6 separate regions of the Mus musculus genome follow, and all the other regions are linked to region 1. Evidence: chromatin contacts called from public Hi-C, HiChIP or PLAC-seq and promoter capture Hi-C data. All regions are on one chromosome and are shown on one strand. Each heading gives the region's core, a stretch centred on a gene start, on an enhancer-like site or on the middle of the called end of the contact. The rest is flanking DNA. Distances are from core to core; before and after follow the strand shown.

Region 1 (4,397 bases), core at 1,363-3,862:
GGTCACCAGCAGAATCTAAGGCAAGAGCTAAATGAGGTTTCAAAGCAACAGGAACTCAGCTCTTCCCCTTTAGAGGGGACATGTGTCCCTCACTCCCCCGCAACACAAGATGATCTGGAAGAACTCAATTTACACCCTCAGCTCCTGTGGGCTGGGGGATCAGCAGAGGGCAGGATAATCCCAGCTTCTCCAGCAGATGGTTTCTGACTACCCTTGACCCAGTTCCCTCCCGGCAGTTGACTAGCAGCAGGGCTGGAAGTGTGGACCCTCCTCCCACCAGCAAGGACAGGGTGGCTTTTGCCTCTTTGGTGCCAGGTCAACAGGCAGATTTGCTTCAAGTTCCCGAAGGCAAACAGCTACTGTCCCTTTTTTTTTTCTATAGCTCTGTCCAGCCCAGTCGAGGCTGGTGAGAAAGACTATCTGCATAGGTCAGGCTGGAGCTGGGGGGAGGGGAAGGGGTCATTAAACCTTTCATTGGCTTAATGACTTCTCTCCTTCATTCATCAGTCGTTCCTTCCTAAGCCCTCCCTGGTCATCTGTCAGGTCTGGCACTAGACAGAGCCCGTGAGACCTAGCCCCTGTGCTGGAGCTAAGTCAGGCAATGAGGCAGCCAGCCAGGCACTGGGCACCTACCTAATTAGATAAATCACTTCCCTGGGGCACAGAGGGCCAGTGAGGGCTTCACCCAGGAGGAAAGACTGGGCTAAATCTTAAAGACCAAGGATGAAATAGCCAAATAGTGGGTGGATCTGCTTACAGAAAGAGCCAGAGGGTCAGATTGTGTATTGTGCCTGGAGTGTATACACAAAAGTCTGAGGTGGGGCAGGTAGGCTCAGGACCATATTCAGGTTGGGCTGTCACAGGCTGCCAGGAGCATCTCCTAGTTGCCCAAGGGCTCACTGGACCCTGAAAGGGCGGGGGAAAGGACACAGGACAGGAACAGCAAAGAATGGGTCTCCTAAGGGCAGAAGGGCTATTATCGTCTGGATTCTGCGGGGGCGGGAAGGAGAGGGGCTCTTGCTTCAGACTCAGAGTTGGTTAAGTCAGACCCGCCCTAGTTTTGCCCCGCAGACTTCTGGTCTGTTCCTCCTACAGGGAGAGAGGGGGCGCTCTGCTCCCAGACTTTCGTGCTTCCGCGGAACTGCTGTTCTGGCTAAGGTCCACAGGGTAGGGTTGTCTTGGGAAGTTGGGAAGCAATGGATGTTGGTGGAACGACCCCCCTCCCCAAGTCTGAGGTGTCTTTAGGGAGGGTTGTCCCGATTCCAAAGAGAACCATCCATGCGTCTACCTCTCAGTCTTGCCTGTCGTTAGGTGAGCCTATTGTGGGTAAGCGTCCTGGGAAGGGGGGGGGGGGGCTGTTTGCAGGCAATGTGTTCTGGTCTCTGGGAACTGTGCCCCGTGGGCATTGTCGTCCCAGACCCAGGTAGGGTCGGGAAAAGAGACAGAAAGAAGAGGGTACATTTGCAGTTCTCTAGTCAGTACTGGGAGTCAGACTCCCACCCATTACTGGCAGCCAGAAGAGCGTCCCAGAACCATCTTTATATCCGCTTCTGCGAGGTTGGTTTAGTCTGTTTGGACCTCCCAAAGCACCAGTGTGGTGCAGGTATCACAGTGCCCCTTTACAGCCGAGAGAGAGAGAGAGAGAGAGAGAGAGAGAGAGAGAGAGAGAGAGAGAGAGAGAGAGAGAGAGAGAGAGAGAGAGAAAGAGGCAGGGCAAGGTGAGGTTGGACTGGATTCAAATCCGGTAGTACCTGAGCCCTTCATTAGAATCTGGGTTTGTCTGAGGCCAAGTGTGACAAGACACGAATGGGACAGTGGAGACCCCAACAGTCTGGCAAGCCCTGAGCCTCCAGAGACCTTGGGTCCTCAAAGATGGGTTCCCAAACAATGCAGGTAGACCCTCGGGCCAACTACAGCAGAGCTGGCCAAGCCTCCAGCAGCCTCCGCTTCCCTTACTCTTCTAGCCCAGGGGGTTAACCCATCGCCCATTGGGACAGCGGCCTCGGACGCTAGAAGAGGGCGCTGTAGCCCGAGGGTGGCATCCAGCCGCACCTCTTCTCTGCTGCATTCGAACTTACTCCCCACCCCCACCTAGCAGATTGGATAGCGAAAGATCGTCCCTTGAAGGCTCTAGGGGCAGCTGCGGCGAGAGAGGGTCGCCCGTCCCGGTTGTGAAAGGCGACAATTTGGGACGGGGGCGGGGGGCGGCTTTCGTGGCCCTGAGTAAGGGGTGTCCAGAAGCACCCGGATCCTACACCAGGAGCGTGTCGGTGCCATTTATCCATCGCCCCATGGGGCGAGGGTCTGGAGCACTCACGTGGTGGGAAAGTTTCGAGGTAGCAAAAGTGGCCTGGCATCGCGGGGGGGGGGGCGCAGGGTGGAGAGAACCTTCTTGCCCCTCCTCGCCAAGGCAGAAAGGGAAAGAGCGGAGGGAAGAGGGGGTGGGAGGAGGATCAGGCAGCAGCGACCTGCAGAATCCGCCTCCCCCTCCGCCCCCGGGACGCCCGAGTAGGGAGGCGCGGACCGTCTCCTCCCGCACTGCCCGGACGACACTCCCCCTCCCCCCTTTTTTTCCTGCCAACGTCTATCTCAACGCGCGCGCACATACGGAGATTGTGCGGCTTTTTTACCCCTCGGGAAAAAAAGAACAGGGAGTGGAAAGGAAGAGAAGGCAAAGCGAAGAACTCCTCGGGCGCGCTCTGCACTCCGAGCCACGGCTGGGCGCGGGGACGCTGCTGCCACCGCCACCGCCGACTCGCTCTCTCCCCGGCCCTGCAGCGTGTGCCAGTGGGAGCGCGAGCCAGGGCACTCGATTCTGGGGACACAGAGAGACTTTTGGCCGCCACTGCCGCGGCAGGCAGAAGAGACAGCGGCGAGAAGGGCCCTGCCACCGCCTTTCCCTCCTCCGCCGCCCCGGCCGGCCCGCTCAGGCGGCCAGGCACAGGGAAGCAGGGAGGAGCAGAGGCCCAGGAGAAGCGCGCCGCGGCTCGCCCGCCCGTGGATGCGGCGCCCGGGGGAGCCTGGAGACAACTTTGCCGGGTGACGCGCTGGGAGGACTGCAGGGCCCGCCGCCCAGGAGGGCTCGGCACCTCCTGTAAGAAGGGCCCGCGCAGCGGCGCTCCCCCGCACAGCTCTCTCTCCTCCCGCCGGCCCGGAGCAGGGGAGAAGGACCTGCCCATCACCGCCGCTGCCTCGGGCGGCCGTGTCCTCGCTGCGAGCAGCGACAGGGCGAGGCGCTCAGGTGCGGTCGCGGGGCCCCAGCCGCAGCGCCCTCCGCAGCGCCGCGCCCGGGGTCTCCGGCACCTTCGCTTCAGTCTCCAGAGCGACTTGCGCCCGCTGCCGCCTCTTCCCTCCACCTTTCCAGCCCGGCCGAGCCAAGCCACCGTGCCAGCACCGCTGCTGCCGCTCCTCGCTTTCGCTTCACCCCGATCAGGGGGCTGCGGTGGCCCTCGACGCGGAGAGGATGGGCAGGCTGCAGATGCCTAGGCGCCCCGAGTCGTCAGCGCGCCACTGACCCGGCGGTCCCCCCCACCCCCTCACCGCCAGCCCGCGTTCCCTTCTGGTCCCCGCGGCGCCCCTTCTCGGCCGCGCGGGAACCCCCGCGGCCCGGCCGGCCCCCTCCCCCTGCGAGCCGGCGGCGGCGCTCCCGGCAGGCGGGCGGGCGGAGGCCCGGGCGGGGGCGGGGCGGGGCGGTGCGCCCAGAGCCCGGAGCCCGGCCCTGAGCTCGCTTCGCCTCGCCTCGCGGCGGGCGCCCTCGTCGCCAGCGGCGCACCATGGACGGGCTGCCCGGTCGGGCGTTGGGGGCCGCCTGCCTTCTGCTCCTGGTGGCCGGCTGGTTGGGACCCGAGGCCTGGGGCTCTCCCACACCCCCGCCGTCGCCCGCTGCGCCGCCCCCGCCCCCGCCACCCGGAGCTCCGGGTGGCTCGCAGGACACCTGTACGTCGTGCGGTGGCGGCGGCGGCGGCTTCCGGCGGCCGGAGGAGCTGGGCCGGGTGGACGGTGACTTCCTGGAGGCGGTGAAGAGACACATCTTGAGCCGCCTGCAGTTGCGGGGCCGGCCCAACATCACGCACGCTGTCCCCAAGGCCGCCATGGTCACGGCCCTGCGCAAGCTGCACGCCGGCAAGGTGCGCGAGGACGGCCGCGTGGAGATCCCGCACCTCGACGGCCACGCCAGCCCGGGCGCCGACGGCCAGGAGCGCGTCTCCGAGATCATCAGCTTTGCAGAGACAGGTGGGTTCGGCCACAGGGAAGCCAGAGGCGGCCGCGATCCCTCCCTTTTTCCTTCTCCTAGGAAGCCCTGCTGCCTTCACCGCCTCTGCAGCCCGCACGCCCCGAGGGCATTTAGGCTCCGGGCAGAGACGTTCTGCGGTGGCCTTGCGCGCTTCCCAGGGTGG
Region 2 (4,397 bases), core at 575-3,074, 790 kb after region 1:
CAAAAACTGATAATAAAAAAGGAGGGCCAGAAGTTATCAAAATGGAAGAACAAGCGTAAGGCCCAAGGTTCATCCCAGCACTACAAAAAAATAAACAAACAAAAAAACAATAAAAATTAAAAAATAATAATATGAAATTAAAATTTTAAATTCTGAAAAAGAAAAACAAGGAAAGCAAAGAAAAATATTCTTGCACTAACACAGATACACAGGGCGCAAGGAAGTCAAACTACTTGAAGGTAAAAAACAAAAACAACACCAGCTTCCAGTGGGGAGTATGGTTGGTCTTTACCCATTGCTTCCTCAAAGCACCCAAAGAAACAGTGCTGCTTTGTAGTGGCTCTCAGGCTCTCAACCTCAACGTTTGCCTTCCTCCTTTCATGCTAAGTCAAAATCTTAAAAGTATCTGAGTTGGCTCACAAAACTTCCATCTCAGGCACAGATACATAAACCACACCACGCCTCAAACAAGGATAATGTTTTATGCAACTAGATTTCAAATACTTCCGCTCAAGGTCACCTTCAACTTCATTTTTAAGATAGGATGAGATTAAATACCTAATGGCTACTCACAACAATCCAAAAGAAACCACAGGTAACCCTATAGAGTGTAATACAGTTAGCATATATTTATTCTATAGCAATTTTAACTGTGGGCTCAACACCACCACCGGGATCTGCAGTCTCATGTCCCTAGTTTGATTACCATTTTCAATGGTTTGGAGTTATTTTTTAAAAGAAAAAAAAAAAAAAACTGAAGATACACCAGTGAAACCTGGCCAACCCTCGGCTTTCTAAGAAGGGGCATGTCTTCCTAGAGGAGTTCTGAACATACATGAATCAGAAGCCAGGAAGTACAAATAACAAAGAAATCCAAAAGAGGAGACTTGGGGGGGGGGTCCAAAGAAGCACTTAAGGGTCTGTAGTTAGGGCTGACAGCCCCTGGGATGTCTTCTTGAGCCCACATCAAACACACTTTGGGTTAAGTACGGCACATATAATAAACTGTGACTAGGATGGAAATAAAGACAGGTTGAAGCTGGTTCTGGCGAGTTCAGAAAAAGAAATGCCTGCCTATTAGCCCTGCAGCCAGCTGCACCATAGCGAGGGGGATAAAAAAATCAAAGAATCCCGGAGTCACCAAAGCAATTTGGGGAGGTGAGGAAGTTCTATTTCCTAAAAGAGGGAGTTCAGAGAACTTTGCAAAATCCCGCGGGACCCTCTTCCCTTAAAGTGCGCTAGCGAAATCCCCACAGAAGAGGAGATTTCTAGGGGCCATACCAAGTTGACCCCGAGCAAGGGCAGCCACCCCCTGAAGCCCGAGCCCTCAGGGCTGCAGCGCAGACCTGCTCCCGCTATCCACCTGTGGGCCCAAGGGCCGAGAAGAGCAAAGAGCGGGCGGGGCCTGGCTTCCCGGGACACTCCAGCTCCTGATAGATGAGGCAAGTTTATTTCTCCTATTGGAGTGGGGAAGGGAGAGGAAAGGCGACGAAACCCGGCTGGGGACACAGCGAGTGGCAAGGAAACCTCGAAGAAGCAGCCCGCGGGCATCAGTGCGCCTCTTCCCCGACCATTCCCTAGGGGCCTCCCGGAGGGCCCTTCTCTGGAGGCCTGAGGTTAGTCAGCGCTCGGACCCCGATCGTAGGCAGGTGTTGCCACGTCTTACCGCAAGTAGCTGCCAGAGTTGTGCTGGTTGTAGTGTTCGGGCTGCGTGTGCCAGAACAGCATGGCTGAGGCTTCCGCAGCACCGGCCGGGGCGTGGCACCGAGCTGGACGCGGCAACCCTGGCCGCCGTCCACCTTTAAGCAGCACCCACTCGAACCTGAGTGGGCTGCGGCCGGCGCCTTTTATAGGCCGTCAGGTGGGCGTGGCATTAGGGGCGTGGTTATTGCAGGGCCGTCCCTACGGCTAGCACGGCCGGAGGGAGGCGCTGAGCCGCACCTGCCGGAGCTGTGCCTTTCTGGGAGCTGGCACTTGCTTAGCTACTGACCCTGGGGACACAGCCACTCTCGCTGTGGCCTACTGGCCTCTGAGCTTCCACGCTGAGCCCAAGGCAGTTGCTCAGGGCGAGATTGTGGCCAGGAGCACCTAAGCACTCCCCTTAACGTTTTTGTTTTTCCTCGCTCTGAACACTGACCTTATACCCTTTTTTCTCTGTTGCTTTTACTTGTCTTTAACTCCATGACTAGCTCACTGAGCATATCATACATGAAGTCACCTAGCATACACAAAGCTCTAAGCCCAGGTGTGGTACAACAGGTCTCTAATCCCTGCACTGGTAGAGGCAGGAAGATCCAAAATTCAAGGTCATCTTCTGCTGCACAGTATATAAAATAAAATAATAAAAATAAACTTAAAAGAGATGCCTGGGCCTCTTACTCAGAGCCCAGAATCAGTCCTTAGTCTGAGTCCAGATGAGCCTAGGAAGCATCAGAAAAGAAAGTTTCAGACAGGTTTGTGACAGTCCTTCTTTGACAAACTGGGCTCGTGTGACATGCAGAAGAGTTTAGGAGATGGGATGAAGTGTCCAGGTGTCAGAAACACGGGAGGCAACGGGAGGTAAGATTCTCTTTCCACTTCCTTTAATAGGGTTGTTTTTAAGTCTCTGTGTGTGGGTGGGTGGGTGGGTGGGTGTGTGTGGGAAGGACACTGTGCCTTAGTGTGTGTGCAGTGTAAACAGCTTGCAGGAGTCATTTCTTTTTCTTCTACAATGGGAGTCTGGCTATGCAACTCAGCAAGGACCTGTGCTGTGCTGCTGTGCCTGCCACCTTTCTGCTCCTTTAAGATTTTGGATGTTCTTTATAATTGGCTTTTGGAAAGTCGAGTCTGCCTGAATGTGAACAGTAGTAGGCCATGGGTAGATGGGCAAGCAGAAAGGTACACAGTTCCTAGAGGTGAACCCACAGGGTGATGTCTCAGGACCTCATTAGGCATACGTTCTGCTTAATTGAATGAGTCTATAAAGACTTCCTGGGCCTGCAAGCATAGGCACACAAGTCCCCCTTCCTTTGCTGGCTCTGCACTGTCTCCAGCCACAGGTTGCTGCTCTGTGAGAAACCCTTGGGATACTCCCTGTCTGCCTCTCCAGGGACCACCTCTGCTGCTCTTGATGCTCCTAGAGGTCACATGTGTCAGGGGTTGGGCAACATTCCTGTAGCTATCACACCCAACTCTGTGGATGTGTGACAATGCAAAGGCCATTTTAGTCCTAGAGCTCTCATGGGAGAAACTGGAAAGTGATCACCTCTTCCCTTCCCAGCTCTCCCAGATACCGATACTAAAGAATTCTGTAACCAACATCCTGAGCACTAAGTTCTCCATCAGGGACCAGAACGGGGACATGCTTTCAAAAGGAGAGCACCCTAGGATAATGTCAAGAAGCCAGCCCTTCCAGAGGCTCCTATCATTCTAGCCAGGCAAGTGGACAAGCAGAAGATGACAGAGGGAAGTGTTACTATTATGGGAACCATGTGTGTGTGGTGGTGAGACCAAGACTGCCTTTGAAACTCTCCAGGTGTGGGTGGCAGTGAAGCTAAAGCCTAGCAGAGGTGAATGTGGGAATGCCCTCAGACACACATCAAGTGCTAAGGCTTGCAGAAAGGGAATCCACAAACACAAGCACGCTCCAGGGGCTCTGCCTTCACTGCTGAGCTGTCAGCTGTGACCTGAGTGGGGGTTAATTGAGCCCAGGGTGTTTGTACCAAGTGTCTGTATTGGTCCTCACCCCTTCCCTTCCAAGTGGGCTTGTCACAGGCATAATGCTAGACAAGAATCAGTCAGATTCATAGGGTACCACGAAGACTCCCACTTTGTCCAAGCCCTAAAATAAATCTGTTGGAGAGGAACTGCTTTCTGGCATCCCATCCCCTCAGGGCTCCAGCAAAGACAAACTTCAGTGGAAACTCCTTCCAAGCTGAGGATCCCGGCCCTAAGAACCTAAAACTAGGAATAAAAAGATTTACTTTCTGGGTTTGTTAAGAGCTTTCGGGGAAGAGGAAAGTGGATTCTTTTGTCCAAGTGTGTGGCGGGTGACCACAAAACTCTCTCCGGAGGGCAAGGGCAGCCTTTTGATTCCTGCTGGGAGGATAAGGATGAATTTGAGCTTTTGACTTCTCAGTCTTTGGGAAAACAATTAGTCTAGTAAAGAGAGGACTGATATGCAGATGAACCACTTCTTTTTGGTCTCTATTTTGTAAATGTATGTGATTTGCATAGACGGGAATATCAACTTTTAAAAACAATTTTATTTGCAGCTGGGGACATAGCTTTCAGAGGACAACTTGTCTCAATTGGACTCAATTCGCTCCCTCTAGCAAGTGAATCCCAGGGATCTAGCAGGGATTGTCAGCCTTGGAGACAGGCACTCTTACCTACTGAGCCATCTCATCAGCTGTGAG
Region 3 (4,397 bases), core at 604-3,103, 660 kb after region 1:
TGCTTGCTACTGACACAGGCTGACAAGTACCTGCAAACACACGTACACAAGCAAACGTGGAACACAGACACACATACACACACACACATCATACACTCATAGAGAGATGCATAAGAAATCCACATCAACCGTAACACCACCATGTGTGTTGTCTTAACAGATGCTCTTGGTACTGTGTAGGAGAAGCAACTGTGGAAATTCCTACAGCTTTCCTTTTGTCCTCTTACACATAGAACTTGTCTTGCCAGCAGGTGGCAGTAGATGGCCAGAAATGAGGTAGGTGCAAGGAGATTTCAGTTTTGAGAGGTGAGTCTCCCAGGGTAACTGTTCACTTGGATCTCTGCAGCAGCCTGACGGTTTGATACTCTCGACTTTGTTACTCTTGTAACAAAGTAACAATATGCCGTTGGTGGGCACAGAGGCATCATCAGGGTTTGTCCTGTCTGACCTAGGAGTAGGGTTGATCACAAAATGAGACCTTAGGAGCAGATGTTTCCTGCTCATCTCTGTGGTTCCAGATCATCACTGGGAAAGGGAGGGTGCCTCGTGGGGCAGATGGCTTCCATGTGTTCACCACCTGGAAACAGGGGAAGCAGCTGTAGTATTAATGAGGTCTGGGGGTGGGGTGATGGACTCCCGAGGGAGTCAGCTTGGGGCTGGGTGGTGCAAACCTGTAGCCCTCAGCCTTCAGATCCATCCAATGAGATTTTAATGTTGTCAGTATTATTAATTACTATTGTGTACATGATGTGTGTGTGAGGAGGGTGGGGGTTGTATGCCGTGGTAGTAGGTGGGTATGCACATGTGTACAGACAGATCAGAGGACAGCTTGTGTAGCTTGCTCTCCCAAATCACTTTTACAGGCTGAGACATCTCTCTGGCGCTCTATCCAATATTTCTAAATTCCCTGAAAATTATACAGATTTATAATAGATTGCATTATGACATTCTCATACAAATATGGACTGAATTTCACATCAATTAAGAAAATCAAGAGACACGCCCCCCTCCCCAACGCTCCCACAGGCCAACCAGATCTACACAATCTCTCGCTGATATGTTCTTCCCAGGGGGACTCTAGGTTGTGCCAACTAAACTAAACCACCATACAGACAAACTTGTGGGCATTCCACAGAGAATATCCAGACCAGGTAAGAGGCAGGAGAATACTCTGCATGTCAGTGGTACTGTCAGGTGGACTGATGCGCCTGGTCAGGTGTACAGGAGGAAGTCAGCTTAGCATCATCTCCTTCTGCTTCCCGACGCTGGCTGCAGTGTGACCAGCCACTTCCTTTCCATGGCCGACTGCATCTGTGTACTGGGAGCCAGAAGAAACCTTTTATCCTTTAAGTTGCCTTTGTCAGGTTCCTGTCACAGAAACCAGTTCAGTGACCTTCAGGACCAACTTCCTGTTGCCACCCTCCCACCAGGAACTAGAGAACACTGGGACCTCATGCAACGTCTCCCAGAACCCCTGGCTCATGAGCAGCTGTGGACACTTCTGAAAGTTCCTATTCCCATTACAGGGGCTGGCTGGGAGTCTTTCTGGAAAGCTCCTGGAGAATCTTGATGTTGAGTAGATGTTCGGGTAAGCGCTCTCTGGGGAGAAGACAAAGGGAGAAAGGGATTCTCAGCCCAGGGAGACTGACATCCACACTATAAAACAGGGCGAGGAGAGAAGTCTCGGTGAGCCCAGAAGGCAAGAGGATTCACTGGCTGTATGTTGGCAGTCATTCTCCTGCTTCAGTCCTTGGTTCTTTTGGCTGTCACCTGCCACACTTCTCTATTACATCATCTCCTAGTCTGAGAGGAGACCCAGCAAGCCTTGCTCCAAGGACTCTGTGAATCACTGTGGTCAGCTCGATTGCCTGGGGCCTTTTGTTCCTCTCCTAAAGTTGATGCTTAGAGTCAGCAGAGCCACGGCCACTTCTCCATGTCCTAATAATCCTCAGACCTGTGACTTTACAGTAAAGTAATAATAGCTGCTGTCTCCAATCTGACATCATGGCAAAAGGACATTGGTAACAATGACAACATCACATGCAAAAACCATACAGTTGACTTAAAGACAAACAGCCAAGAGACAACTCAGTAGTGAGCCCTGTGAACTCTTGCCACAGTCTGAGTACAGCTCTCAGACTCAACAGAGACACTTCCTTGTATAGTAGATGATAGTTAACAGGCACCCACACTGGTTAAAGTGCAGAGACTAAGTGTTAGCGGAGTGCTCTACCACAAACAGGACTTCTCTGTCACAGCTCTATCCCCCAAGTTTCAGGGACCATCACTAAAGAAGGGACAGAAAGATTATTACATAGAGCCATTCCAGTAGGAATGGGGTGAAGTAGTGTCTTCTGGACACGACAGGACCACTACACTTAAGAACTCCCAGCAGCTGTGGCTACCTGTGTAAGACCTACCTAAGACCAAGCCAGTCAGCATTCCATCATGGACAGGGAGGGGCTCGGGAGCCCCAGGCCTTAGCTGAGGAGCAATTGACAGTTGATGGCTTTGAGAAGATAAAGACAGTTTGCTTTAAAGGTGTGGCCCCTGGAATGTTGACCATGCTCCAGTGAATTAGTCCACGGGGAGCACAAATTCAAGGAGGAAGAGGAAGAAGAGGAGGAGGAGGAGGAGGAGGAGGAGGAGGAGGAGGAGGAGGAGGAGTGATGGCTCAAAGCTGGAGGGGATGAGGGGGTGGATCTGGGAGGAGTTAGCTGAAGAAGGATGAATATGATCAAAATAAATTGTATGCATGTATGAAACCCTCAATAACAAAATATTACATTTTAGAAAACAAAAACCCTGTGATCTGAGTATAGAGTTCCCGTGGTAGAGTGCTGCCTAGCATGTATGTGGCCCTAGGTTCAATCCCAGCATTGTTTAAACCAAGTGTGATGCTGCACACCTGCAGTCCTAGTACACAGCAGGTGGGGGCAGGAGGGTTTCAAGGTCATCATCAAGTACACAGCAAGTTCAAGGTTAGCCTGGGCTCCGTGGGAACATACACACATATGCATCTTGTCGGAAAAGGAAGAGTTTGGCCAGGGACCCTAAACCAGGTGGATCAACTGCTCGTGGACAGGTTTGAGGGAAGGGACAAACCTGTCCCTTGCTTAGCTTGCATAAACGCGTGCACATCTCATCTCCTGATGCTGAGACCTGCCCTCTGAGCTCAGAGGTAGGACTGCTCTGTGGTCCCTGTTGGGCCTCAGATGGCAGAGGGGAACATTCCTACGAGCTTAAAAGGCTTGAGAACTGGGTTGCACCCAACTGTCCTGGGGCCCTCTGTTGGCCTTGTCCTAAAGGGAGGTTCCAGGCGAACAATTCAGGAATGAGGGGGGAATTCCCAAGTTTCCTCCTCCACAAGTACGGAAAGCCCGAGGGAGACGATTAGAGTAAGAAATGCAAGTGAGACCACACAAGCACCCAGGGCATCTGTCACAGTGGAGCAGGGCGTTCTGCTCTCTCTATGGGGCCAGGTTTTTATAACTGGGATAATAACTGGGGCTAGGATGAGGGTAGGGAGCACAGGCTAGGGTGCCCTTCCCCCACTTCAGTAGCAGCCAGCCAGCTTAGCCCCTGGATTTGAGGAAACCCTGGCCAGGGTTTGCTCTGGGGGAGACTACAGCTCTGAGGGAAGTGATTTGAAAATCAAATGGGCTTGCTGGAACATTCCATTCCTGAGCGGAGCAGTTTCCAGCACTTAAATGAGCTGTGCGAGCATAATGGCCTTGGGAGCCAGGTTATCTCGGGGCCTTTGCAGGGATCTGCCTAACATTCCCCTGGTACCCTAGGGAGATGACAGGGCCAGCAAGATGGCTCAGAAGGTAATGGCATTGTTGCCATGCCTAAGAACCTCAGTCCAATTCTTAGGTCCCAGAGAGGGTCAGTTCCCACAAGTTGTCCTCTGACATCCACATGCACACCAAAGCAAGACTGAGACCACACAGCACACACACACACACTATCACATCCACCATACATATATACACACACCATATACATATACACACCACACATACACACACACATATATAGACACCATACATACACAGATATACCACATACATGCATATCCACACACCACACATCCGCACACCAACATATACACACAGGCACAAACACACAAACACACACACACATATATCCATAGCCACACACCACACATCCACATACACACATATTTATAGACACCATACATACACAGATATACCACATACATGCACATCCACATACCACACACACACACAAAACTGTAGGAAGAAAAGAAGCATTTGTGGAGTGCTGATGGTGTCTGGTGGTGTCTGAGTCTGTGTGTGTGTCTGTGTTTGTGTCTGCTTATGTGTCTGTTTGTCTGTGTCTGTGTATATTGTGTGTGGCTGTATGTGTCTGTG
Region 4 (4,397 bases), core at 1,394-3,893, 650 kb after region 1:
TGTGAAAACTCCCTCCAGGCCCTCAGCACTGGATTGGGAGGGCTGAGCAGCTACAAGTCCTCTGCCTCTGTGCTGACCGGGCAGCCATTGTTCCGTTCCTCTAGAGAACCCCAACTCATAGGCATACTTTTATAGGGATGGGACATCATTCCATGGTGGGGGCTGTGGCACCAGAGAGGCCATTGTTATGTCTGCTCAGAAAGGGCAGCAGCTATGGAGAAGAGACTCCAGACACTAAAGGGATATTATGGGCACATGGAGCGTGACAAACTGAGCCAAAACCACTGGGATCCACTGTCCCACCCTTGAACCTCATCCACAGTGGGTCTCTGGAAGGGCTGTGTGCCGGCTTCCTTGGCACCAGCTCCCATCTAGCAGATTGGTAGTACCTAAGAGGGCTTCAGTGTGCTCCCCTTCTGCCCATGCCACAGAGGGCCTGACTGCCATTCTTCTACCTGTTCATGGCATGTGGACTGTCCTGGGCCGTTGGTTGGCTGAGCTAGAACATGGAAGAGTTCTAGTCACAGCAACTCTAGCCCTGGGAAGACTTCAGGCCAACTCCAGAGCTGTGTCCAAGAAGCCACCTCTCTTGGAAAAGAGCACATGCCAAGAGACAAAGAACACACCTTGCAGAACGCAATGGGGGAGCATGGACAACAGCCCTGGGCCTGATCGAAGAGCTTGCCCCAGACAGAACAGCTTGAGATATACCAGAGATATATGGTGTGGAAGCTAAGAGGGACTGGCATGACAGGAAGCTAAGAGGGCCTGGGCAGGGGATAGCTGTGTGAGGACTTTGAACCTTCTTATACTTTCGTGTGTGTGTGTGTGTGTGTGTGTGTGTGTGTGTGTGTGTGTGTGGTATGCATGTGTGCATGTGAAGGGGGTATGTGCATGTGTGCACATGTGTGTGCCTGTCTGTCTGTGTGTGTCTGTGTGTCTGTGTATACACACACACATAAACCTACCATGGTACATGTCAGAGGACAGCTTTGGGTGTGAGTTCTTGCCTATCATCTTGTTTGAGACAGGGTCTCTCTTTTGTTTACTGCTGTGTAGGCCAGGCTAGGAGGCTTTCAAGCATCTAAGGATTCTCCTGGCTCCACCTCCCATCTTGCCCTAGGAACAGACACTGTGTACTATTCTAAAGATCCAAGCTCAGGTCCCCACACAGCACGTGCCTTCCCCACTGAGCCATCTCCCCAGCTCTGGGACCTCCATTTCTGAGCCTTTGTGGAATGGGACTCCCCTTGAGAGGTCAGGCAAAGAGCAGGCTTTGGGTGGGACTGCCCTTAGGGACATGTCTACCCTCTGCCTGCACCTACCCTGCCAAGCTTCATACTCCCACCTGGGAAAAGAGAAGGGGGGGGGGCGCAGGGATTCAATACAAAATTCATACAAAAATCTATGCAAATCTCGCAGTGTGCCAGACGCCGCACCCTGAAGTTGGCAGTTTCTAAAATTGATCTTGTTATTGAGTTCTGATAATTCCCAGAGAAAGAAGGGATCTCTCAGTGTGTGCAACTGTTTGACATTATGACAGATGTCATCATCCACAAAGTTCTCAAGAACTGTGTCATTGAGTTTAAACGGGGAGGGGCTGGAGAGTTGGCTCAGCAGATTAGAGCATGCAGGGCTCTTCCAGAGGACGCATGGGCTGGGACCCACAGACCTCTGCAAATCATCCCCTGGCCTGTGCACACAACCCATAAGCATGCCACTTAAAACTCCTCTTAAACATCTCTTTGTTTGGCTGACATGGGGACCTGAGTTCGAGTCCCCAGAACCCATGTTTGAACAAACAGACAATAAATAACACTCTCACGCATCTACACCCCAGTACTCCAATACTCAGACTGTTGGTGGAAACAGGAGGAGCCCCAGAAGCTTGCAGGGTGGGAACTAGAAGAATGACCCAACCTCAAACCAGGGGGAGGACAAGGTGGTGCACCAGAGCACAGACACCCACGATCACACACATGAATACACACTCACTCACCCACATATACACACTCATGCACATGCTCACACACACACACACTCACACATATACACAGTCACACACTCATACACAATCACACACAGTCCTGCACACTCACACACACACACACGTTCACACATGTTCACACACACTCACATCTAACACAACAAAGTTTAAGTAACTACCATTCTGTGGTGGGCTTCATCCGCAGCTATCCAGGGAGCTCATGGAGTGTGATGGGACATTCCTCTGTCTTCCCAATTGCCCTTTTCTCTTGAACTTGGGGACTTTGAGGACAGAGTGGGAGGGACCCAAGGCCCGTGGCACTGAGGAAGGCCAGAGAACATCACCCAGGTGTTCAGATCTCCCCCGACCCTGCTCCAGCCCCAGCCAGCCAGCAGCCCCTCAGGGCGGGCAGCCAGCTCCTGCCATCTGCCGTGATTTATTGGAGGGAGTCAGTGATTAATCAGCCAGTCAGCCTGAGAGCAGCCATTTTCCCTTCTTTTCCTGCCCCCTGACCCTCAGCACAGTGCAGGCAGTGCCTGGGCAAGTGTATTAATCACACACTTTAAAAATATTTAAAGGAGGAGCCCAGGCCTGGAGCAGAGTTCCCTCTAATGGACTCTCTGCAGCTGAGGGTGAGTATGCTAATTAGGAGATAAAACAAACGGGGCTGTTTGAAATGCAAATGAGCTGATGGAAGCGCTTCTGGTGCCTTCCTTCCCTGCTGCCTAGGCGGAGGCTAAATCTTCCCTCTTCACACTAACAGGAAAAGATAGTGGCTGATTGTGAAGCTGAGAGGTGCTAGCTCTTGCTTTCCCTACTTTCCTTTAAAAATTACTTTTAATTGTGTGTGTGTGTGTGTGTGTGTGTGTGTGTGTGTGTGTGTGATGCCCAAGGGCATGTGGAAGCCAGAGGTCAACCTCTGAAGTTGTTCCTCATCCACAGGCACCTTGGATTTTTGATACTCTGTGTGTGTGTGATGAGTGCATGTGTGTATTTGGTATGTGCACATATGTATGTGTTATGAGTGCATGTGTGTATTTGGTATGAGCATGTGTGTATGTGTTATAAGTACATGTGTGTATTTGGTATGTGCACGTGTGTATGTGCTATGTGCACATGTATATTTGGTATGTGAATGTGTGTATTTGGTATGAGCACGTGTGTATGTGGTATGTGAATGTGTATATGTGAATCACAGTAGAATGTCAGGTGTTCTTGTCTGTTATTCTCCACTTCATCCACTTGCAACAAGGTCTCTCACTAACTCTGGAGCTCAGGATGCAGCCAGCAAGTGCCATAGATCCTCCTGTGTCCACCTTCTTGTAATGCTAGGCTTACAGGCAGGCACATGTACGAACATGGGCAGCTTTTACACGGGTGCTGGAGATTTGAACTCTGGTCCTCGTGTGTAGAAGTACTCTTAACCACTGAGCAATCTCCTCAGCCTTTTGCAACCCTTTTAATAAAAATCCTTTTTAAATGTTTTCAAGATTGTAATTCCACTATTTCTCTGCCTCCCTTTTCTCTCTTCAGCCCCTCCCATGTACCACGTTCCTATTCTCTCTCATAAAGGTTCTTTTTCTTTTAACAGATGGGATCTTTCACTGATAGAGATTCTCTGGTCATGCTAGACTAGCTGGCTTGTAAGGCCCAGGGTCTGCCTTTCTCTGCCTGTCCTTCTCTCTCCAGCACTGGGATTCAAGTGTGTACCACCACACTCAGCTATCTTACGTGGGTTCTGAGGACCAAATTCTCTTTCTCCTGCTTGCATGGCAAGCACTTTATCAATGGAGCTGCCTCTGAACCATCCCTCTTTTTTTTTTCTTTTCTTTTTTTTTTTTTTTTTTTAAATAAGGATCAAGGAGCCAAGAGAACGTCTCCCAATTGCTGGCATTCGGGGCTGCTTTTCCATCCTGCCCAGGTCCCTCTCGCCCTCTCTAGCCAAGCCTCTCTGCCCACTCCATTAGCTCCTGCCCTTTGCTTCTACCAATGTCCAGCACTGGGCTTCGGGGTGGCCTCCCTGCCTGCCTCCTATCTATTCAACCCCTGTTCCCTTAGCTGCTGCTGACGGAGCCTCTCAGACACTTCTAAACCTTTCTCAGTTCCAACCTCCCTCCCCTAACCCCACATGGTCTCTTTGAGCCCCTACTGTTGTTGCACAGGACACTGGTGACACTCAGGTCTCCATCGCTCCCTCAGGGAAATCTTCAGGCTCCTCCTTAGCACTCTTGTGGATCCTGGACCTGTCACCCACTTTGGGTGTAACAATGAGGCTGTGTCTGCAGCCTGCCATCCCTGTAGGTGCCTCCTCTGCCTGCCATGGCCCAAGGCTGCACCAGCATTTGCTAAATGTACATGGAGGATTACATTGACCACAAACTCCATGAACTCTATAACCTGCTTGGCATCT
Region 5 (4,397 bases), core at 569-3,068, 600 kb after region 1:
CACACACACCCTCCTCTCCCATCCTAAATCCCAGCCACAGGAAGTCTCCATACCCACTCCAGAACCCTTCACACACACCCAGCCTTTGCATCACCCTCCCAGCCGTTGCATCAGCTCCCCCACTCCCGCCCCCAGCCTTTGCATCACCACCCTCACCTCCCAGCCTCTACTCTGTACTTGAGTCTCTCATATAGATTCACAAGCTTGCATCCCTGTGGTACTGTCATGTGCATGGAAATGAAAGTCTTCAATCCAAAATGATGCGATGGGGCTTCCACACAGGGGAGTTGGCTTACAGAACTCTGTTCCCCTTCCCCACCCTGGTCTCGAACCACCATTCTTCCCTGTCAGAGCATCCCTTCAAACACTGTTTCCTGCTTAGTGTCCCCGCCCCGACGAGGTCCGAAGGCTCACTGATCTTTGGACTTCATCACCTGGCCTCACCTTCTCACTTCATTTGATCTGTACATTCTCGTTACTATGCCAAGTAAATGGCCAGCAATGCTGCCTTGGGGCCTTTGCATGGCCATTCCCATCGTTTGGAACGCTTTCCCCTCAGACAGCCAAACGATTCATACCTTTCTCAGGCTTTTGCTCCCATAACCACCCTACTTAAACGGTTGGGGGCGGTAGGGGTGGGGGGATCTGTGGTAGAACGCTTGCCTGGTGTGTGGAAGGCTCTGGGTTTGATCTCCAGCACCAGAAAGAAATAAACTATTACCTGCTATGCTTTTCCCGAAAGCACAGATGGCCTTCAAAACTGTAATTCACACCTACTGAATGAGCTCACTGGGGATGGGAGCCCGGCGAGCTTGTGTGCAGGCCGGCTGGGAGGAGGGAAACGAAGGCAGCTGGTCACGGAGCTCTCCAGAAGTTTGCCAAGATGGAGAAAGAACAATAGAAGGAGAGGCTTCGATGGTGGGGGTTTGTGTGCTTGTTTTGTATCCTGCGTAGCCAAGGATAACCCAGAACTCCTGATCCTCCTGCTGGCACTGCAGATGGGTGGTGCCATACCTAAGTTAGATCAAGTTGAGGACTGAACCTAGAGTCCTGTGTGTGTAAGACAAGCACTGTACCAACAAAGCCACATTTCCAGCCCTTGGTGATGCGCTTCAAAAGGAAAGAGAAGCATGTGACGATTTTTTAGACTCCCAATAAGAGGACATAGATCCCAGTAGACCATGTGAGAGATAACTGAAGTGCTCACTGGGAGTTAGCAGGAGGGCAGCGTACGGAGAAGGTGCTGGGCAGGATGGGCATGTCCTGTTGGAACTAGAGATGAAGATAGAGTACAAGAGGTCAGGGGGTTGGAACTGAGGAGGAAAAGAGCTGGCTGTCCTGTCTCTCAACACAGGAGTCAAAATTGTGTCCCGGGAGAAAGAAGAAGCAGGGGCCCAGAAGAGGCTTTGAGACTGAGACAGCCTAGAAAATGCTGTTCTAGCACAGAGAAGGACGCTCATGTGGACTGAAGACAAGGCTCAGCGGGAGCCTTGTTCCAACTGGTATACAGGTCAAGTCGTGGAGGACGTCTGAGGCTTGTGTTATCACTGGCCTGGCTGCAGCCTGAGTATGGGCTGCCGAAGGGGGTTTGAACACATGCCAGGCTTGGGAAAAGTCCATCTGCCCGTGTGGGACGATGTCCGGGAACAAGAGATGTCTCTGACTCTTATTTGGGCCTTATTGGGGAACAAGGCTTCTTTGGGGGAGCTGCCCCACTCCGTGCTTCTCAGTGCAACGTTTTTACTAGGTGCAAGGAGAGCCGCGGGCGACCCGTGGCACAGCCAGCTGCTGCGGCTCGAGGTAATTCCCCAGTGTCCTTTATTGCCTCTACGCGGTGGGGGTGACACAGCCTCTGCTTTACGATCTGGCAGCGTAGGCTCAACCAGCACAGTGGCTGTCAATAAGGGCTGTGTTTTATATCACAGGCCGCACGATTTATGGGGGGGCCCAGCACCCTGCAGACAGCCGTTTGGCCAGGGAAGAAAATGACCTAATCCTTAAGAAATTTGGAAGCTAGAAAACAAACGTGTGTATGTTGCGCACCCGCGAGCACGACCGTGGCTGTATGTGCCAGCTTTGTCTGCGGACTTGCCAGGCACTGGAAAACAGAAATAGCTGTTAAATACGCTGACTATAAAACTTAAATGAAATCAAATGACTCACTTCCTGCTGCATAGGGCCTTTGCGTCACACCCGATGAGCAGGGTTTTGGGGAGAGGTGGGTCATTTCCTACCAAATCAACCTGCATTCCTTTCTCCCCAGGTAAGCCATGCTCTTTGCAAAACATGGGGTAATGTCTCCACTTGGATATGCCCATCTCAGTACTGAACCACCTGGTTTTGGTCTGCCTCTGAGCATGCCCAACTGTGTGTGTCAGTGTATGGAGTGTATGTGTGTGGATGTGTGTGTGTGAGCACCTATACACACATGTGTGGTGGCCAGAGGGTCATGTTGAGTGGGCCGTTCCATCTCTTTCCACCCTAGCCCTTGAGACAGGGTCTTTCACTGAACCTGGAGCTGGCAGCTGGTAAGCCCCAGCCATCCACCTGCCTCTCTCCTTCCCCACTCAGTGCTAAGGTTACAGGCTAAGCAGTCACTTCTCCACCCGGGTCCAGCCTTTGGACAGGGTGACATGATGTGGTTACCTGCAAAGTTCAACTGAAGTCATTTTTTTAAAGTTTCATAATGTTTGGAGTTTGGGTTAAGTAGGTCTCATTCCTAGTTATCCTTGGCCATCTGTGCTCTGCACACTATGGACTGGGCATACCTGTGTCAGGTTTCAGCTTCTGATGAGTGGGTACCAGTCATCTGGCATGGCATCCAGGGCACAACTGCACTGGGGTACCACGGTAGGGGCTCCATCCCTGGCTGTTGAATTAAAGCTCAGATCAAGGCATGATGATGCGTGTGAATCATCACGTCACATAGGAGCTGGAGGGTCAGAAGTTCAAAGTTTTCCTTGGCTTTATATCAAGTTTGAGGCCAGCCTGGGCTACATGAGACTTCTTACATGGGTCCTCCGGATCAAACTCAGGTCCCCATGCTTATAAGGCAAGCGCTTCCTGTCTGAGCCATCTCCCCAGCTCGAGGTTGAGCCCAGCTCCTGCACGTATGCTATCCCATTTAACCCTAGGCAGACCCTTGAGAGGGAGCTGTGACTGTGCTCCTGCAGCTGAGAAAACAGGCTTCAGGATAAACATTTGCAGCACTGCCTGGGTGGAGACCCCAGACCTGCCCTGAGCCAGACCTCTGCCCTCACCCCGCAATTCCCCCACCAGGGCCTGAACGCGGTGCATGGACGTCCCAATAGCCCTGTAAGATGGCGATCTCTACTCTCAGACAGAACCTTGGGTATGGTAAATCTCAGACTGGTGCAAGGCCCTCCAGTGAGCTCAGACTAATTGCCATGCTCCTGAAGGGCAGGGTGAGCAGCGGTGAGACAGAACTCACAACCCCACATACTATTCCTTATGAGCCATCTACATTGGGTTTTGATACCTCATATTAACTATGTGTTTAAATATAACACACACACATACATAATATACACATATAATCACTCAGGTAAAGAAAAAATATCAACATTATAGTACTTACTTAATATTACTTATTACACTACAATATTCTTCACACATACCAACTTTAATTCTTCACCAACTGGCTAAAGTGATACTATTTTAGGCAACTAATTGTCCCATATCCAATACAGGGCTTAATAAAACCAAAACATCTGCAGAGTGTCCAGTCTGACTGAGTACTGCCTCTGTCTAATGGTGATGTAATGTGTTACTTTATTAACACAGAGAATATACACTCAGCTTCAAAAGGTCTTTCAGCGAAGCCCGGCACTTACCAAAGGCATTACACCCAACAGTTGGCACCAGGTCAGTTTTCCATTTTCATGCATGGTGATCAACTTCCAAGTTTGAGGACTTCAGCTTTGTGGATAGTTTATTGCTACTGCACCTGGAAGCATGATTGCTCCCAAACAGTCCAAATTCTGTGAACCTGCCTGCAGTGAGGCAGTGAGGGAAGGAGTGTGTGTGTGTGTGTGTGTGTGTGTGTGTGTGTGTGTGTGTGTATTTCTGTGTGTCTGTGTGTGTGTGTGTGTGTCCTGGTGTGTCCATGTGTATATTTCTGTCTGTGTGTGTGTGTGTGTGTGTGTGTGTGTATCTGTTTGTGTGTGACTCTGTGTGTGCATGTGTGTGTATGTGTATGTTTGTCTGTGTGTCTATATGTGTCTGTCTGTATGTGTCCATATGTATGTGTGTTTGTGTGTGTGCTCATGTGTGTGTGTGTGTGTGCATGTACATATTCTCAGATTACCTTCCAAACAATACCCACGCATTATATAAGAGCAACATGAACTGAAGATTCCAGGACAAGGAGCCTCAGT
Region 6 (4,397 bases), core at 1,157-3,656, 580 kb before region 1:
AGGGGCTGGGATGAATCCAGGAAGAGTTAAGGGAAGACATGGGGAGTGAATATGATCAAAATATATTATTAATATTATAATAAGAAACAATAGAGCTAGCATAGAGACATAATGTGCTTTAAAAGATTTTTATATTCATGGGTATTTTGCCTGCATGTATGTCTGTGTACCATGTGCATGCCTGGTAATTCTAGTTTGTGGCAAGTTGACATTAAAACCATAAGCCATACTAGCCAGAGCTAGGGAAGTGGAGACAGGAGACTCCCCAGCTCTTACTGACCAGTCTGTCTGTTGTACTTGGTGAGTCCCAGGGCAGGGAGAGGCCTGGCGTCAAGAAACCAGGGTGGCTAGCACATGAGGAATAAAAGCCAGAAGAGGCTCTCCAGCCTCCACATGCATATCCAGGCTCCTGCACACACAAATTAGCTGTATGGAGCAAACCAGCAGAGGTGATGCACTCAGTTTCTTATGGTAAACCCCTTCAGCAGTCACTGTTTTCGGTTTCCACTTGCAAAAGAACTTTCTGAAACCTCCCCTGTAGGAAGAGGCGAAGACGGGGGCTAGGACCACACACGTCAGTTTTAGTGGTCTCTTTGGAAGACACCTATGATGTCCCTCTGAGGGAATGCCAAAAGGAAGGAAGAAATTGTCTTTATTATCCTCGAATCTCAAAATCCAACAGCCAAGCACTCAGAGTCAAAGGAGCGAAAGGAAAAGTTGCAGAAGCTGGGAAATAGTCCAACAAAGTAGGCCCTTCCACCCTCATTTATTAAAGGCGTTTTCTACCACAATCCTCAAGAGATAGAATCACAGGTCTGGATAAGCCCACACAATAACCAGAGGCCCACGTGAAGCCTTTCTCCTAGGGATGTCCACACTGCCCATGTGTGTGTTAGTGACATGCAAATACAAGGTGTACAAGGAACAGAACAAACCTCAGGCAGGCCAGACCCCACCCCCTCCTTCCAAAGTGAGGAGTCTAAAGATCTGGGCACTAGTCCCAGCCTGGCTCCTAACATGCTGATCAAAAGCAGGTCTCCCACTGAGGGCTTTGATCGGCTGTAAAATGAGGGACTTGAACAGACATACACAAGCAGCCGTCTCAGGTGCAGTGAAGACTTGAACCAAGCAAAGCCTCAGTTTCCCCATCCGTTTATTCCCGAGATCATCACCTTTGAGACACAAATGTAAGCTGAACCTGCTCCTGCCTCCCTGGCACAGAACAAAAATGTCCCAGGAAACGGGAAACAATGTTTTTGACCCAGATGGCAGCTCCAGGATCCATTCCCTGTGGTAACCCTGGAGTCCAACCCGGCAGCTTTGACCTTCTTCCCAGTTCTTCCCATCCTGCCAGCCTCAGTGCAGCCTGTCTCTCACTCAGATATCCCAGGGGAAAGTTCCCAGAAGTTTCTATGGGAAAGCAACACAAACCACTACCCGCCTGGCCTCTCTCTCCCCTTCCTCCAACCTTCTTCCTCTCCTACCCGAGTTTGTTGCGACCTACTGCTCCCAAGACGGGCAGACTTTAGAAAGTCAGTCCCTCCAGGTCACAGAGGGCTGAAATGATCCCACACAGATGGAAAAACTAAAATTTCCCATCTGCACAACGGAGCACGTGAAAAAACAAAAAACCGCTACTAGCCTGAACAATGTGGTTCTGGCTTTATTCTGACAGTAAGCCTTTCCCGCCCCCTTTCTGAGCCTTGGCCGGTGCCTGAGACCACGGGTCTCAAAAGGGAACGAGGGTGTTTTGACAAAACCCTAGAGTGCAAATGTCTAGCACGCATCGTTGCCGGGGCGGCTACAGAATTGTCTTCTGGAAAGAAGTGAGTTTAGCGGCGGGAAGGGATGAGCGAAGGTGAGGGGAGTGAGCCTCACACAGAGCCCTTGAAGTTTTTGCCTTTGGAGAGAAGAGGGCTCCGTCAGAGTGGACGATAGTATGTTAAGGGAAGAGAGATCGGCTGCTCCCCGTAACTCCTAGGGCCGGATAGAGGACCGTGGACTGGTCCGTGGGGTCCACATCCGGGGGCGCGGGGACGGGGCGGGGTACTCACAGGGTGCGCTGCATTGATGAGCAGCAGCAGCCACAGCAGAAGCAGTGACAGCCGGGGGCTCATGGTGCTGAGCATGCTCCGCCCACTGTTGATCCCCTTTGTGCTCTGGCCTCTTCAGGAGCTGGGTGTCCGTCTCTGTGTCCAGCTCAGCGTCCTGCATGTCGTCCAGGACCCTGGGCGACCCCCAAGCCCAGAGAAGCCATGGCTGGACCTACCCAATCCGACCAGACCCACAGCCAGGCTAGGGACTGCTGCTCCCTGAAGGAGGTGGCAAGACTGTTAACTAACCTGCAGTGCCTATTGATAAAGACTGGACGACAGCTCGCGACTCCACCCTGCAGGGAATAGCAGGGAGGGGTTGGGGGGCGGCACAGAGCTGGAAGGGAGGAGAGAGGAGGAGGGACCCTAGACACCCGCATAGAGGCAGCTGCAACCTCCCTCCTTCCCTTCCAATCCAGAAAGTACTTTCTCTGGAGGACTTAAGTCACGTGCCTTCAGCAGTGACAAGGTAGGCAACACCTTTTCTTTTCTTTTCTTTTCTTTTCTTTTCTTTTCTTTTCTTTTCTTATCCTCGATTGAGACATGGTCTCACTATATAAGCCAGGCTTACTTTGAACTCTCAGACCTCCTGCCTCAATTTTCCTAACCCTGGGATTACAGATGTGGTCTCCTACACCATTTCCCAGGCTGACTTTTATACAAACAGAATTAAGTCTACCTCAACTTGGTCCTACAGAACACTCTTGTTCCTTAGCTTCCAGTGATTTTTCTAGCATTAGAGTCACCACACCCAGCGCATGCAGAGCTAGAGATCAAACCCAAGGCTTCCGCCGACAGCCCAACAAACAGCACTGCTCTGTGTGAGAGGAGATGGTGGAGACTGTGGTGGCCGCTATGCTATGGGAAAATACCGTTCTGTACATTCTCCAAGTTTCAACGTCACCCTCCCTGGGAAAGAGAGGGACCATTCTTTTATGTCAATGGCCTCTTTAGTTCTAATTCAGTGCCCCAGTCACACAGTAGCAGAAAGTGGGACATTAAACCAAAGTCCCAACCATCAGAACCCTAGATATTCAATATGTCCTTCCAATGGTGTTTTAAAGGTCATCCTGAGGAGGGGAGAGGCTGTGCTTGGCTTTGGGGTAAGTTATATCAATACTTCCTGTGTGCACGCCTGTGTGGAGGTGTGTGTAGAGATTAAGGATCGGCAGTGAACGTTCTTCCTCCGTCACTCCTCCCTTACCTTTTGAGGCAAGGTCTCTCAGTGAACTTGAAGCTCATTACTTGGCTACACCTCTGGCCACTGAGCCCTAGGGGTCCTCCTCTCTCTGCCTCCCCAGTGCCAGGATAGCTAGTGCTCACACACTGCTATGCCTGGCTTTTTATAAGGTCCTCACACTGGCACGGCAAGCACTTTACAGACTGAGCCAATTTCCTGGCCCTCTTGTAGACACACTTAGCATCTCACGGAGGCAGGTTTCAAGGTTAGACACAAATCTTCAGAAAATGAAAATTTCGTCAAATGCCGAAGGGAAAGAAGTCTCCCTCCTTCCCCTTTCTTTCGGCATATCCTTCAGGATACTTTGCCTCTTTACAGCATGTGCAAATCTAAAACTATCAACAAGCCCCCAGCCAGCTTTGAATCCCAGTACCCTCTCCAATTCCTTCTAGACCTTATTATTTTTGGAGAGCGTCTCTAGCCCAGACTTGCCTTTAATTCCCTCTGATATAGCTGGGGGTGCCCTTGAGTGTTTGGTCCTCCGATCCACATGCCAAGTGCTGGGACTGCAGATACTTTCCATCACAACTGGTTTCATGTGATGCTGGGACAGATCTTTGTGATCTATGGGATGCTTTGTAAATTAAAGTTAGGCAGGCGCTCCACAGGCGCTTGGTTACTGCTTGTAGCTTCCTACTTGTCGGAAAGGGCTGAGGCGTTTCCTCTTTTGTTTGGCTAAACACAATGCTAGATACGTTTTTAGTGGCTGTGATAAAATACTTTGACAAAAGCAGCTTAGGGGGAAGAGATTAGTGTGGCTCACAGTTTGGGAACACAGCCCATCATGGTGGGGAAGGCACAGCAGCAGGAGCGAGAGGCAGATGGTCACATGGCATCCATAGTTGGGAAGCAGAGAGAGATGCATGCTGGGACTCAGCTTACATTCTCCATTTTAACTGGGTCCAGGACCGCAGCCTATGGGATGGTGCTGCCCACAGTTCTGGTGGGTCATCCTGTCTCAATTAGCCTAACTAGTTAATTGCATCAACTAGTAACATCAGCTATCACACTGAGTTAGAAAACTGTTTTATTTTCTTCACATTGTGATAAGGCTTCACCAAGCT

What was found. Promoter capture Hi-C pulls out the DNA fragments that hold promoters and counts their contacts. Hi-C and Micro-C count contacts between places; a contact is called where the count stands out from the background. HiChIP or PLAC-seq counts read pairs in DNA pulled down with a chosen protein or histone mark.
Region 2: a contact with region 1 is called in a promoter capture Hi-C map of liver, with 4 times the contacts expected there. The contact joins the promoter of Tfcp2l1 here to the promoter of Inhbb in region 1. A contact is called at or near these places in 4 of 39 promoter capture datasets (hippocampal neurons, liver and stem cell-derived epiblast-like cells), 1 of 484 Hi-C or Micro-C datasets (embryonic stem cells) and 3 of 115 datasets of contacts at active chromatin or transcription factors (astrocytes, craniofacial prominence and embryonic forebrain).
Region 3: a Hi-C map of uterus shows a contact between it and region 1. The contact joins the enhancer-like site here to the promoter of Inhbb in region 1. A contact is called at or near these places in 2 of 39 promoter capture datasets (hippocampal neurons and liver), 8 of 484 Hi-C or Micro-C datasets (cerebral cortex, embryonic fibroblasts, muscle stem cells and 2 more), 6 of 115 datasets of contacts at active chromatin or transcription factors (astrocytes, embryonic forebrain, embryonic hindbrain and 3 more) and 1 of 9 other capture datasets (embryonic stem cells).
Region 4: an H3K4me3 HiChIP or PLAC-seq map of embryonic forebrain shows a contact between it and region 1, with 5 times the contacts expected there. The contact joins the enhancer-like site here to the promoter of Inhbb in region 1. A contact is called at or near these places in 6 of 39 promoter capture datasets (the 3T3-L1 cell line, embryonic stem cells, hippocampal neurons and 3 more), 23 of 484 Hi-C or Micro-C datasets (the AML12 cell line, cardiomyocytes, cerebellum and 10 more), 10 of 115 datasets of contacts at active chromatin or transcription factors (astrocytes, craniofacial prominence, embryonic basal ganglia and 6 more) and 1 of 9 other capture datasets (embryonic stem cells).
Region 5: a contact with region 1 is called in a Hi-C map of uterus, with 4 times the contacts expected there. The contact joins the enhancer-like site here to the promoter of Inhbb in region 1. A contact is called at or near these places in 1 of 39 promoter capture datasets (stem cell-derived epiblast-like cells), 1 of 484 Hi-C or Micro-C datasets (uterus) and 2 of 115 datasets of contacts at active chromatin or transcription factors (astrocytes and embryonic forebrain).
Region 6: a contact with region 1 is called in an H3K27ac HiChIP or PLAC-seq map of embryonic stem cells, with 9 read pairs. The contact joins the promoter of Sctr here to the promoter of Inhbb in region 1. A contact is called at or near these places in 1 of 39 promoter capture datasets (the HPC-7 cell line) and 2 of 115 datasets of contacts at active chromatin or transcription factors (embryonic midbrain and embryonic stem cells).

What each region holds. Positions count from the first base shown.
Region 1 is chr1:119,420,463-119,424,859 of GRCm38.p6, reverse strand. It overlaps Inhbb (inhibin beta-B), which reads left to right and starts at 2,612. Exons shown (of 2, transcript NM_008381.4): 1 at 2,612-4,233. The coding sequence starts at 3,774.
Region 2 is chr1:118,625,372-118,629,768 of GRCm38.p6, reverse strand. It overlaps Tfcp2l1 (transcription factor CP2-like 1), which reads right to left and starts at 1,824. Exons shown (of 15, transcript NM_023755.2): 1 at 1,667-1,824. The coding sequence starts at 1,728.
Region 3 is chr1:118,755,622-118,760,018 of GRCm38.p6, reverse strand. No RefSeq gene overlaps it. Among named protein-coding and RNA genes, the nearest start is that of Tfcp2l1, 130 kb to the right of the region's middle. Within about 2 kb of position 1,853, at least 24 of the 459 cell types and tissues checked have an H3K27ac peak or open chromatin away from gene starts, as enhancers often do. A contact at or near this core is called in uterus, where this site is marked.
Region 4 is chr1:118,774,942-118,779,338 of GRCm38.p6, reverse strand. No RefSeq gene overlaps it. Among named protein-coding and RNA genes, the nearest start is that of Tfcp2l1, 150 kb to the right of the region's middle. Within about 2 kb of position 2,643, at least 50 of the 459 cell types and tissues checked have an H3K27ac peak or open chromatin away from gene starts, as enhancers often do. A contact at or near this core is called in cerebellum, embryonic forebrain and trophoblast stem cells, where this site is marked.
Region 5 is chr1:118,823,197-118,827,593 of GRCm38.p6, reverse strand. No RefSeq gene overlaps it. Among named protein-coding and RNA genes, the nearest start is that of Mir6346, 130 kb to the left of the region's middle. Within about 2 kb of position 1,818, at least 81 of the 459 cell types and tissues checked have an H3K27ac peak or open chromatin away from gene starts, as enhancers often do. A contact at or near this core is called in embryonic forebrain and uterus, where this site is marked.
Region 6 is chr1:120,004,989-120,009,385 of GRCm38.p6, reverse strand. It overlaps Sctr (secretin receptor), which reads right to left and starts at 2,406. Exons shown (of 14, transcript NM_001012322.2): 1 at 2,055-2,406. The coding sequence starts at 2,129. It also overlaps a transcript of Cfap221 not described here.